Regions from separate parts of the Rattus norvegicus genome. Here all the other regions are linked to region 1. Evidence: chromatin contacts called from public Hi-C data. All regions are on one chromosome and are shown on one strand. The core of a region is the stretch at or near the end of the contact, and the rest is flanking DNA. Distances in the headings are between cores, read along the strand shown.

Region 1 (4,346 bases), core at 1,286-3,785:
CCAGTTTGTTCTCCTGATTCAGAGGCAGTTTTCCCCTGCTATGCTCCGGACCACACAGTGCCCCAGAAGAAGCAATGCACCCACTTTCCCCAGCACCCTTCACCGTTGGTCACCTCTTACATGCAGCTTAGCCCCAACTTGGAGTACAGAGCCCCAACCCCCAACAACCTTCTACACATGTATTACTTATTTCTGGACATAGCTGCTCATATCCACAGTCAAAGTTGAGTTTGCCCCTCCTAGAGGCTGGTCTACTAACCTCCCAAAAGCACTGCCTGTTTAAGCACTACACATTTCCTCTAAAAACCAATGATAACATAACAGACCTCTTAGACCCTAACTCCACAATTACTCTTGCATTAAAAAGCTACCTTCACACAGTCATTCAGTTGCAACCACATTCTGTTCTGCCTTTTTTGTTTCAATGAAACAGGCTTGGGATTACAGATGTGCCCTGCCACATGTCCCACCAACATCAAGTTTTTATATGGGTGGTGGTGGCGATTGTTTATTAACACTAAGTAGCTCTGGCTGGCCTGGCAGACTAGCCTTAATTTAACTTGTGGTCTCCAGTATGTCTTGTCTTGCCATAACCCACATGTCTTGATCATTGAACCCTGACTAGGGATGGTGGAGGAATAAAGAAAGGACAAACAGACAGGCAGACAGACAGACAGACAGATGTACAGAAAGCTAAGGTCAGGTGGAATGTGTACCTTCTGGTGGAAAGGCACCTATCCTGGTGTAACCCAGAACCTCAATGTGTTTATTTGGTACAGCACAGGGGGAGGGGCCAGCTGGTCTTGGTTGGAGGTTTTTGAAGCGACAGCCTCAGGCTGTAGACATCCAGGAGAAAGGCTGCAGTTGCTAGCTTTTGTATACACTGGTCAATCATTTGAACTCAGACTCCCGAGGAAAGCTTGTCTCTGACACTCACCCAGGGAAGGCTTTGCCACTCCCATGGGGCTGAGGCATAGAATCCTGGACATGGCTGTGTTCATGCCAACAGTACAAGTCATCAAGACTTCAGTCACTCAGGCCTCCCTCTGCTCCCAACAGTGCCTTCCTAAAACAGATGGTTTTATTGTTTGTTGTTGGACTATTCTTTGATAATAAACTACCCTTGTGTGTTTGTGTGCTTGTGTGTATGTGTGTGTGTGTGTGTGTGTGCACGCGTGCGCGTGCGCACACACGGGCGTGCCAGAGTTTGAGGGTAGGTGTCTTCCTCTGTAGATCCCTATCCTGTTTTTTGAGATAGGGTCTCTCACAGAGCCTGGAGCTCATCACTTCAGTTTGACGGACTGGCCAGCAAGCCCCAAGATCCTCCCACCACTGCACCCCCAGAGCTGGGATGACAGGTGTGCCCCTCCACATCAGGCTGCGATGACAGGGGGCCAAATCTCACAAGTCAAGCCTACCACACCAGGCTTGGGATTACAGATGTGCCCTGCCATGTGTCCCACCACATCAAGTTTTTATATGGGTGGTAGTGATTGACTTGTATGGCAAGCACTTTACTAACTGAACTATCTTGCCAGCCCGATAGCCTCCATTTTTATGGATCTGTGCTACCATGGACCAACTCTAGGCAGGGGATTTGACTTGCAATTTGGAAGCCTATCCAAAGATCTGTTTGTGTACAATTCCACATCATACATAAGAAAACTAAGGCTCGGGAAGGTTAAGAAAATTATCCAGGACCACACAATTTCAACACCCCTTAAGGAGGAAGGCTGAGATCGCGGTGGCAGCATGAGCCTCTGCTTATGCCACTGTCCTACATTTCAGGCAATGGGACCTGGAGCTCTTGTGAAAACGAACCCCAGCATGACAGAGCACGCTGCATTTTCATTTCTCCCATCCCAGCTCAGCAGCCTTCCCACTCTCAGGATAGATGAGAGATCTGCCCTTTTACCTGCTGTGCAGGGTGAGCAGCTGATGCACAAAGGAGGCCAGTAGGTCATAGGAGGCCTTCGGGATGAGAACTTGGATCCCACAGAGCCAGAGAGCAGGTGGGAGGCCAGGTGCGATGGGTCATCATGGGGAGATCGGCCTGGCAGGCAGGGCTGCAATCCTGGCTCCAAGGGGTTCTTGACACTAAGGTGAAGGCGGGCCTTTGTGCTGTGGTCTCATGCAACCTCTCAGCAGTGCCTCTCTGACCCTGTCCCCCTGGCCTTCATCTACACTGCCCTCTCTGCCTGGCCAGGCCATTCAGCCTCCTTCTGGTCTCTCCTTACAATTCTGGCCTGCGGCAAGCATGCAGTCCACTGAAATTACAATTTCAATGATTCATTTCGCAATTAATCATCTCCTGCCTGTGACATCCCTTCTATTCACGTTGAGCTGTTATTTAGAAGCACAATTGTTCAACTTTCCACAGCAGCATATGCTGCTTTGCTAATCTAGCTGGGGGTAGGGTGGGGTGTGCGGGGGGATTGCTGTCTCTGTGCTGCAGTCAATCAGACTGGAGGAGCTGTGTGAGGCTCACGCTGGAGGGGCCAGGAAGTGGGCAGGGGCACTCTCAGCAGGCAGGGAGAGCAGGACGCAGGAGCCTGTCACAGCTACTGAGGCAGCTAGGCGGCCCATCCCACGCATGCACGCTGCCTTCGTCTTCCAGATTCCTAGTTATGAAACATTTCTGGATAGAAACCGTCTTAGGAATTTTCCATGCATCTGCACTGTCTCCTTGCTAAAATTTCATTTCCTGTGTGCATGGACCATTCATTTTACTTTCCCTAAGCTGCTTGATAGGACACAGGCATCTCTGAAGTTACACAGGCAGGCCTCAGTTTGAGGCCTTGGCGCTGTGCTTATGAACTATAAACCTGGGCAAATCTCACTGTTTTCAGTCTCTTTTACCTTCCTCTAACATCGGACAGGGGTACTTATCTAATGATGTTGTTATAAGGGCCTTGAAGCCAGCATGTCAAGTAGTCCTCAAATATTCACATTCGCTATCACAGAATTATTGTTATTATTATTACTATTAGTATTGTTATCATCATTAACTCCATTTGTTGATGGAATTTAGGGGAGAGGTGCAGAGAGGGTAGGAGGGAGATATTTTGGGGGACGCGGGGAAAGCCTACTGAGGCAAAGTGAAGGACTGAGTTTCATGTTTGTGGAGTGTCCAAGCATAGGTGGGAAAGATGTCTGAAAAGGTCAAGAAGAGGAAGTATGAGCAGGGAGTGGCACGTAACGGCTTGCAGAAGACTCCAGGGTTGAGATGTCCCTGGCTTTTCTGTGCTTAAAGATCAGAGTATTTGCTTGAGATAAACTTGACCTTCAAGGTCAGAGACAGCCCCAAGGAAGGCCACAAAAGTCATCGGAAAGAAAAATGAGTGCAATATGGCTAGGGCGTGCTCTCTCCAATTGCGTTCCGTCTGGATCTTAGACACTGCCTTAAAGCCAAGGACAAGATGGGGCCAATTTCACAGGTTAAGTCCAGGAAGGGTTTTCAGTGTTTCAATATAATAAAGGTGGGTGTGCCCAAGCAAGGAGATGGTCTTTCCTGGCCTGGGACCTGGGCCAGCCTGAGACCCACTTTCCCACCACTCTCAAGGGCTGCATATGTCTGTTCTAATCTCTCTATATGCAGTGATCTGGCCACAAAAGCATTCAGAGACCGATGTCACATGTCAGGCTGGTGCAGAGCAGAGCCTGTCTAGGAGACAGGAAAGTCTTGAGAGGGGTACAGAGATGGAGCTCATCTTGTAGAGAGCTTGCTTAGCACATGAAGCCTGGGATTTGCTCTTGAGCAATGCGTAACGGGGTTATGGAGACACAGACCTGTAACCTCAGCAATTGGGAGGTTGAGACCGTAGGATCAGAAGTTCAGTCAACCTTGGCTATAAAGTGAGTTCGAGGTCATCCTGAGTTACAAAGTAGCCCGACTTCAAAGAGAAAGGCAAAGGGAGACTTAGGGAGAGGAAAAGTGGATGGGGGCTGTCTCTCAATTGAGGACATGGGCAAGAAGTTTGCTCAAGAATATAGACCTAGGAGCTGGAGAGAGTTCAAGTCCCAGAGCCCAAATGGTAGGGGAAAACCAACTCTCACAAGTTTTGCTGTGACCTCTACACATATCCTACCTCCCCCCAAGGGGTAAAGAAAAGAGTTCAGGACCTGGTGATCTCTGGCAGGCAAGGTGAGCTTCGCCTCCTGTTGGTTGATTCTTTTGTGGTTCCAGTAGGGTATAATTACTGCCCCCCTCCCCCAATGTGGCTACCGAGCACCGGGTATCTTTCTCCCTGAGTGCTGTTGTGAGTATAAAAAGCACACTGGATCCAGTACAAACAAAAGGGACAGAATGTCCCCTTAGTAATTTTTGTTCTAACTAAAAGTTTAAG
Region 2 (4,346 bases), core at 952-3,451, 400 kb after region 1:
AAAACACAAGAACATGAACTTCTCTATATAGAAAAACAGCCCAGACTGCCAACATCAATTCTAAAATGCCTTGAAGAGGCTAGGATGCTAGCATCAGCCAGCAGGATGCTCTAAGCCTCTCTGTCTCCCAAAGTATACTCCGCTGCCTCCGTGTAGCACAGTGGCAGGATGTAAGAAAGTGACATGATAGATTATTTAGATATGAAGCGAGACTTCTAAACTCTATTCCTCTCCCTGAATGAGTTAAGAAAGATTGGCACAGTTTGTGAGTATGGGGATTGATGTTACCGTCTGTTCAAAAATGTCTGATGTAGGTCCCCGCTCACTGCATCACCCATGATGCCTTGGTTTATTACTACACTGTCTCCATGTGTGGTCCAGCTTGTCCACCCTGTAACACTGCTGCAGAATGGGAGAAGGGCTGTCTGCTGGTAAACTATTTCCAATAAACGCTTGTATCATCCAGAGAGGCAGACAATGAGCTGATAGTTGGTAGAGATTGTCTGGTTGCTTCGGTATCCCCATATAGGATAGAGTGGAAGTACAAGAAAGTTTGGGAAATAATGAGAAAGTGATTGTTGGAAATTGCCCCCATTGCAGTCATTGATAGTCTGTTCCCCAAACAAGTCTCGGCACCTGGATGGCAAGGCCCATCTATCACTTATGTCCTAAGGACAACTTCATTCTTTCATTCAATAAACATCCAATGAACCCTTGCCAGGAGCCAGTACCACACAGCGACGGTCACAGGGCTCTTTGCCTTTAAGAAGCCTAGAAATCTCTTCCAACTTTGCCTGTTCTGTGAGACGCTGTTGTCCTTCTTCCTCTGGGATCCCAGAGCCCTTTGCCCTGACTAACTCATGATATATCTGCCTCTCTTCTGCACTGGTCTGTGAAGTCCTGAGACCAGAAAGAAAAATGCACCTCTTCATCCTTACCTGAGGAAGCATGTTCACCTTGCAGGCACTGGCTGGGTCTACAAGTCCGCTAGGGTATGAGAAGCGGTGATGGGAATGAATATGCATGATTCACACACGTATGCTAAAGCTCGCATGTGAGCTAATAGCAGACTGAAGACCAGGAAGGATGTTTCCCCGGAGTACCACATTTGCACAGTTCTCTTATTTTTAATCCCTCTAAAATATGAGATTTGAACTCGCCATAGGGAAGAGCCACATCCTCATAGTCAACCCACATGTTTCCTAATGCTGAAGTATTTTAGGCATCGAGAGCAGCATGCTCAGCCTTCCCCCAGCAATCTCTCCTTGGAAAGAGTCTCGATTTTGCTTTCTGGTATCATTCACGCTTTGTCCAGGCTCCCCTCGAATGCTTGGGTTTTAACCGTCCAAACAGAGGAGGAGACATGTGGCATGTACCTTGAGACAGGCGAGCACATGGATCACCAGTTTGTATGTGAGGACCTGGGAGACATTTTAGCATTCAGCACATAGCCAGACATATAAAAAGGAAAGTGATAAAGAGGCATCCAAGAGCCCGGTGTCAGATATCTGCTTGTTCTACAGTCTGTCCAAGCCCACCAGTCAGGCATCGACCAGTGCAGTGGATCCTCCAAAGACATGACCTCCCTAGCAGACAGCAGTTTCTCTGGCCAGAAAGCCCCACCATGTATCACCCCCCCCCAGAGCAAATGCAAAAATCAATGCTTTCCTCTCAGGGCTGACCTTTCCTGACCACTCAGCCACCACATAGTTATAGCATCACTGTCGGGCTCTGCCCAGGAGCCGGTGCTCCGGACTGTGAATCAGCTCCCATCCAAGATTAACATTCAGACAGAGACCTCGGTAATGAATATTTTAATATAATGTTGACTGTTTACCCACATGAATGGAAAGAGCTTACATCTGCCAGAGCCACCTGTGCCCATGGAACTTTAGCTCAGACAGCCGTGTCCCCCAAGAGCCCAGCTGTATGGAGGAAAGAGGGGGTAGGCTAGGCAGGAGAAAAGATCAGAGAAGAGAGGCTAGGTCTGGGTGGCTGAGGCCAGTAGGAGGGTAAGATATTGACCAGACAGCTTGGAAGGAGACATAACGCATAACCAGTAGGCAAAAGATAGAAGCGGGGGAGGGGGGCAGCTGCCAAAGGAAAGCAGGGTGGAGGCAGACATCTAAGAAAAGGAGTGTAGTAACTCCTGAGCGGAGAGCATCTCTGTGGCTTGGCGTCAGATGGAGGGAGAGAACAGAACATGTCTGACTCAGGCACACAGAGCCTCCTCTCTGAGGAGCGGGCGTCTTGCTCAAGTTGGCACAGCTATTTGTGGCCCATGCTGCCATACGGAATCTCTGGAAAACAGCTAAGGTTCTCACCTCGTTGCCCAGGCTCTGGCTCCATTGGGAGCTGGAGCAGCTGTCGCAGGAAAAGAGAGAAGCTGATTCCGGACATCCACAGGCACTAGGAGGGACCATTCATAGTGTTAGTGTAGAATGTTTTATGTTTGAGAAGGCTCTTGAAGGAGCTGCCCCGACCAGTAAGAGAGAAATGATTATTTTCATCGAGGCTATTACAGGATGGGTGTATAGCCTTCCTTGTGGGTGTGGGACAGCCAGCTGTTCCCAAAGAGTGCCAGGAGGCATCAGGATCTCTTCTAATGACCTGAGGTACATAGCCCTCACCTCTGACACCACAGGTGGGTGGCTCAAGTAAGTCTCTGCCTCAGGAGATGGACCCTTCCTCTGGAGATGCCTTGGCCTCCTTTATTTGATGGTTGCTTTGTTACCATTCTGCATCCCTTCACCTTTTCCTCTGTCTTCTGTTACTCCTTAGGTTACTCCTTGGCTCTCTAACACAATGTGGCTTCAGTGCATCGTGACATCACCAAGCTTCATTTCTGGTTATATTTCTAGACTCCATGTAACCTCACTCTTCATGGGGAGACTGTAGAGAGAGGGAGGAAAATATTCATGGCACATGAAGAACAGGAGAGGTTTGCACATGGCAGGTGATATGCAACATGGCCCTTCTCTTTTTGTCTCTCTCCCTTGACCTGTGGGTGACCTGCCCACCTCACGTTCTGCTTACTGTACTGTTCAATGGCCACTCATTACCTGGAATTAACAAGAGATTTAAAATCTCAGTCATACTTCTGGGAGTCCATATGTAAGAGCAGATTTTGTTTTTTAACATTTTATCATGGAAATTTCCAAAATTACATAAAGTTTTCAATGAATTTGGTACTATAAAAATCTCCAATCCAGTATACCTCTCGTTCCATCCTGCCTCCCGAGGTCCCTGACTTGCTGACATAGAACATTTTTTTTTTGAAACAGGGTCTTGCTGTATGACCAAAGCTAGTCTGGAACTCATCATCCTCCTGCCTCAGCCTCCTGAGCTGCAGGGCTACACGCCCCGTGTCACTCTGCCTGGCTATGATTTTTGTGGGTATTCCTAATCCATCATGTCATCTAACTCATAAATATTCATGAATGTGACTTTTCATCACCAACATTCCAAACTCTCTCAAGTCTGAAAAACAACTCGTTTTTTTTGAGGATGAGAATCCTGAGACTCCTCCTTTACTTAAGGTGCATATCTGCTATTGTCTTTTCCAAAGTGCCTTTGTCAGAGAAAAAAAAATGTTAGAAAGAAGTTAACACCCCATCAAGGACAACCTCCTCTCACACAGTGGGCGATTGTTCTGTATTCATCCCCAGAGAAATCAACTGGTAAACGAGTCAGGCTTTCAGAAAACACACCTGCATGCCAGATGTGCACAGCTGTATGCCAGCAACTTCCACTCAGCTGCAGGACAATCAGACCACCAGATGACTCCTGGAAACGAGAGTAGCAAGTGAGCTTCCTCCAGAAGAGGAAAAAACTGGAAAAAGATGTCTTCTTTTTTTTTTTTTTAACTCCAAAATGAGATGAAATCTGAGGTTCATGGATGAGGATTCCAATGCTGGCTATGGAAATGACTCCTAGGAGGCTTGGGCTAGGGCGACTCGTCTGATTACTACCAATGTTCTTAGCCCACCATGACTGGCCTTTCTTTACAGAACCCTTTAATAATTCATGGAGCCAGCCAATGAGAAGCTTTTAGTTTCAAAGGCTAGGCCAGGAATTTGGACATAATTACCGAGATGCCTGTGCTGGGGTAGAAAGGGCATTATTTAAACTCCGAGGTCTGGAGTGATCCTGAGAGAGAGAGAGAATCGCTTTACTGCTCTGGGGCTCTATTTTCTCATGTGTGAAAATGAATAAATCATCATAGCTCCGTCTTCCTCACTGGTAAGTAGGTAAAGAAGTCAAAAGGTGAAATGCTGGCAGGATCTTGTAAAAGGAAGAAGAAACAAATTAATACTTGAGTTTATTATGTTTATAAGAAATATATA
Region 3 (4,346 bases), core at 970-3,469, 310 kb after region 1:
AGGCCATTTTGAAAAGCACTTCTTCCTTGGGAGCTTCTCTGGTCAACTAAGACTGAATCACTTCTCCCTTTCATATTCTCCCAATGCTATGTTCACCGCATTATAAGAGACAGGGCTGGGTGGACACTGCTCCATTACTGATCACTTTTTCTAGAACAATGATGCAGGTTATAACCTTCAAGTAGGTTATTTACCATTTTGCAGAACTGTGCACGTAAGTCATGTAAATGCTGGACCTCCTAGCAAACATCAACTGTCTGTCCCAGTCAGTGGGAGGCCAAACATCTCTTTATTCTAAAATACGAAAAAGAACAGGAAACAGTCCTAGACACACCTAATTAGTGACCGAAAAGAGGGAGAATAGGGAAGGGAGGGGAGGTGTAAGGAAAAGGAGAGAGAGAGAGAGAGAGAGAGAGAGAGAGAGAGAGAGAGAGAGAGAGAGAGACTGCCAAAGCAGAAATGAGAATACTGGGTTTTTTGTTTGTTTTTTGTTTTTGTTTGTTTGCTTTTTTTTAGTGTGGTTGTTTTGTGGGCAGCTCCTGTCTTGTCTGATGGTTTGGTGTATTACAGCACAGGTAAACCCGACTCCCACCATCGTGGAATCAGAAAGATGTGCCTTTAAAATCCCCAGTCTGAGAAAGTGGCTGAGTCCTTCCTCATAAGCTGGGGGTGGTTGAGTTTGCTTTTAGGCTGTTAAGAAAATTAACAAGATATTACTATCTCAATATTCTTGAGACACAGCAAACACATTTTCCCTACCTTGTGAGTTTGCTGCAGAACCTCTTTATGAGCTGCTTTTACAGAAAACGACAGCTAACAGGCTTAGCGCTTAAGTCTGAGAACTTAAGTTCAAATCCCAGTTTCATAGTTATGACTGACGGGACTTTAGGACCATTATCTTACCCTCCTCCTATCCCTGGGCCTCTGTCTGAGATACGGGTTTGAGCCTTTTATTTTCCTGCAAGGCGTAACTGTGCCCGCTCATCAGGTTTTGAGAAGAGGGATAAAGAATTCCGTATGAATAAAGATCTTAGAGCATGCATGCAGGTCTTATGAGCTCACTTTTGTTAATATCAATGTCATTGAGCAGGAAGCAGCAAAAGGGAGCGAGTGAAACCTACAAGCACATTCCAGAATGTCCAGGCTGCTTCCATGTGGCTGTCCAGGAAGGTACTGAGGCACCCACCCTCCTCAGAGCTGTGAGGAGATGTAGCGATGTTCATTTGCACTTAATATATACTCAGCTGCACTAATTAGTTATAAGCCCCAAAGGCTAGAAATAAATTAAGCCAGTCCATTTAAAAAAAATGGGGCTGTAGACTAGTAATAACGTTGACAACTTCTTTTCATTGTTGTTCTCATATTGTGAGACGGAAAATATTGACAGGAGCCAAGGTTGTCTGTGAACAGAAGCTCCTCGGACCTTGTATCTAGAGTCGCAGTGTGAGGCGAGCATGGACTGGCAAGTATTGCTTAGTGTAAATCTCAGTGCTTCAGAACCTTCTCTGTGGCTGACATTTTCCAAACACCATGCAGTCAGAGTTAGCAGGAATTTTCCTAAGCCGGTGCCCTAACAAAGAACCGAAATGGGTTGGTTTAAAACAACAGCATCGTTACTGTCTCACAGGTCTGGGGACTGAGAACACAAAGCCAGGTGGGGTCATGCTGTCTAACATTGCAGAGGGAACCATGCTTCCTGGCCTTGGCATCTGTGTTTGCCACGATTTCTGGCACAGTCGAGAGTTTAAAGATACCACTTCTGTCATATATATATGACAGAATGTATATATATATATATATATATATATATATGATGTAGATATCATAAATATATCACTGTCTTCTCCCTGGCTTCCTGTGTTCTTCCCTCTGTGCCTGCATATCCGTGTCTCTTCTTCTATGGAAGACAGTTGCATAGGATGAAGGTGCTTACTTCTCTTTATGATATCCACAGAACTCTGTTTCTAAGTCAGGTCATATTCTGAAAGCTGAGCCTAGGGCTTCTCCATACCTTTCTGGGGAGATACACTTTAACTCGTAACATCAATAGCAATCACCCTTCAAGATCTGTGTCGTCATTTTCTTTTCAGACGAGGAATCTGAACCTCTGTGCATTTGGGTTCCGTGACTGTCGCTTGGAGAAATCCCTTCTTTTCTTGAGACATGTCGGCTGCTGTCAGTTCTTGTCCTGTATTGTGTGGCCCCCAAAGACAGTGCTCAGGCTGTCAGGCTTGGCAGCCTGCTCCCTGATCCCCAGACTTTAGAATGTGGAGTTAAAGCACTTTTCCTTTTGCCTTGTTTTACGTTTTGCTTGCTTGTTTTTGAGTTAAGACCTTTAAGTATATAGTCCAGGTCGGCCTCACGTCTGTGGTCTGCTGGTCCTCAGCTCTGAGTACAGTAGTGATAGGCGCACTCTCAGGTAGGTCCTTTTTTGTGATATTACTGGATCTTCCACTTCGCTGTAGTGTGTGGCTTCCTTAAATTTGATTAAGAAATGCTGTGATCATTGCACAACCTCTCCCAACTGGAGATGTTCCTTTCCTTTTCTGGATTTGTCCCCTCTAAACATCACATAGAAGTGTAATTGCCACTGTAATACCATTGAAGAGTGGTTAATTGTCAAGAGGTGGTTGCTCTCCAGTTTTCTGCCATTATGAATATACAAATCAATGCTGTTATGTTACTGAGTTCACTGTAGCAGAAGTGAGTTTGTTATTTTTAAAACAGTGGCAGCTTTATCTCCATCTTTCATTTCTGCTCCTCCCTTTGTTTGTCCATCTGTGTAGCTAGCCAGGTATGCCCCTGCCTCAGCTGTCACAGGCTTTGACTTTGAGGCTCCAAACCAGTTCAACACCCACCTGCCTCCGATTGTTCTGGCAGGCTTCCTTGCTGGTGAACTGTAGGCTTTTTCTGTGCTGTGTAGTCAGGTTTGTGGGATCTCCTTCAGTCCCCTTGGAATCTAGTCAAGCCCCAAGGAGCATGGGGAGTGATAGGAAGAGGGGTTACTGTCCCAGGCCCTCAGTCTATCCACACTTGTCCTGTTGTCTTGGATTGTTTCTGCTGCTGTAACAGAAAACTTGAGGCTGTTCAATTTATAAGGAATAGAAACCACTTTCTCACTGTTCTGAAGTCTAAGGTGGTCAGGAATAAGACACCAGCAACTGGTGGCAGCCCTCTTTCTCTATCATGGGAGGGCAGAGAGCATCATTCAGCTAATCTCAGAGCTGTCTGACAGCACATCAAAAGTAGGGTAAAAAGGAACTGCATCTAAAGGAAAACCCATGACCAAATATTCAGAATGTTGTTCTACCTTCGCTTTTGCAGCATGAAAGAGCGTCTTTCTGATACCTCCCAGAGTTTGTGAATTTAGTTGGTTGATGAGCCCTTTGAATGAGTCCTGGCCTGTAGGGTTTTCATGTCATCCAGGACCTGAAAAGATCTCTAATTCTGATCCAAGTGTGATGTTAGTCCCCTCAAGGATAGATGTGGATGGATGGGTAGAAGTTTGCTCATGTTATAACTTGTCATAGCACAAGGTCCCCATCCTGGTAACTGGGATCCTTATCGCTCAGCACCACCAGCTATACGTCAGATCATTTTATCCGGTCTTTTGCATTTTTAAATCTACAAAATGACAACCCAATCGAATAAGAAACTTTGCCCCAAAGATACCAAAGCTTCATGTCATGGAGACATGAAGGCCTTGTTCTGTGTAAACATCCGAACACCCACCATGATTTCTCTCTTTACCCCCTCCTGAGGAGAGGATTCCTTACACTTCCCAATCGACAGATTGTTTTTCAACTATAAATATCCATTTTGGAGGAGGAGCCGGACAAGTACAAATGCTTGACCCCAGGAAACCCCAATCCATCTGCTCATGGCTGCCGAAGATAGAATTTCTGACGAGCTAGGACCTGCTTCTTTGCCAAGAGACTTCAGCAGCATGCCAAGGGAGGAACAGTTTCCTGCTCTGGTGGGTCTGAGCTTCTGGGGCTAACTCAAGAGGCTGCTCGTGCAGCCACAGCACATACTTGGATAGCCCTTGCCCTGAAGGAAGACCCTGACCATTCAGAAAGCTAGGATCGGGGTCCCTGACTGTATTCTCATGAATATCATTGTTGCACTGACTTCCTATGCTATGCCTAGTCCAGCCTTGCACTACACAGGAGTTTCTATGAGTTTTTAAAAGGCAGCTGTCATGTTTGCTCCACTGAGCTTTCAGATTTGATGACTGGCCTGGCAGGGTTCCTATTTGGAAACCTGGAAGGACTTACAGTCAATCAGAACTAGGCACCTTTCAGATCAGTGTTTGTTTTCAAAGAAGACTTCCTGAGGATGTGAAA

What was found. A called contact is a pair of places that touch in the nucleus more often than the background predicts.
Region 2: a Hi-C map of prefrontal cortex shows a contact between it and region 1, with 4 times the contacts expected there. The contact joins two enhancer-like sites. A contact is called at or near these places in 10 of 12 Hi-C or Micro-C datasets (the A7r5 cell line, the Rat2 cell line, Schwann cells and 6 more) and 1 of 1 datasets of contacts at active chromatin or transcription factors (oligodendrocytes).
Region 3: a Hi-C map of frontal cortex shows a contact between it and region 1, with 2.5 times the contacts expected there. The contact joins two enhancer-like sites.

Annotation. Positions count from the first base shown.
Region 1 is chr13:74,141,111-74,145,456 of GRCr8, forward strand. No RefSeq gene overlaps it. Among named protein-coding and RNA genes, the nearest start is that of Mir1843b, 58 kb to the left of the region's middle. Within about 2 kb of position 2,536, at least 30 of the 93 cell types and tissues checked have an H3K27ac peak or open chromatin away from gene starts, as enhancers often do. A contact at or near this core is called in prefrontal cortex, where this site is marked.
Region 2 is chr13:74,541,485-74,545,830 of GRCr8, forward strand. It overlaps a transcript of Tnr not described here. Among named protein-coding and RNA genes, the nearest start is that of Tnr, 81 kb to the right of the region's middle. Within about 2 kb of position 2,202, at least 15 of the 93 cell types and tissues checked have an H3K27ac peak or open chromatin away from gene starts, as enhancers often do. A contact at or near this core is called in prefrontal cortex, where this site is marked.
Region 3 is chr13:74,448,877-74,453,222 of GRCr8, forward strand. It overlaps a transcript of Tnr not described here. Among named protein-coding and RNA genes, the nearest start is that of Tnr, 170 kb to the right of the region's middle. Within about 2 kb of position 2,220, at least 5 of the 93 cell types and tissues checked have an H3K27ac peak or open chromatin away from gene starts, as enhancers often do.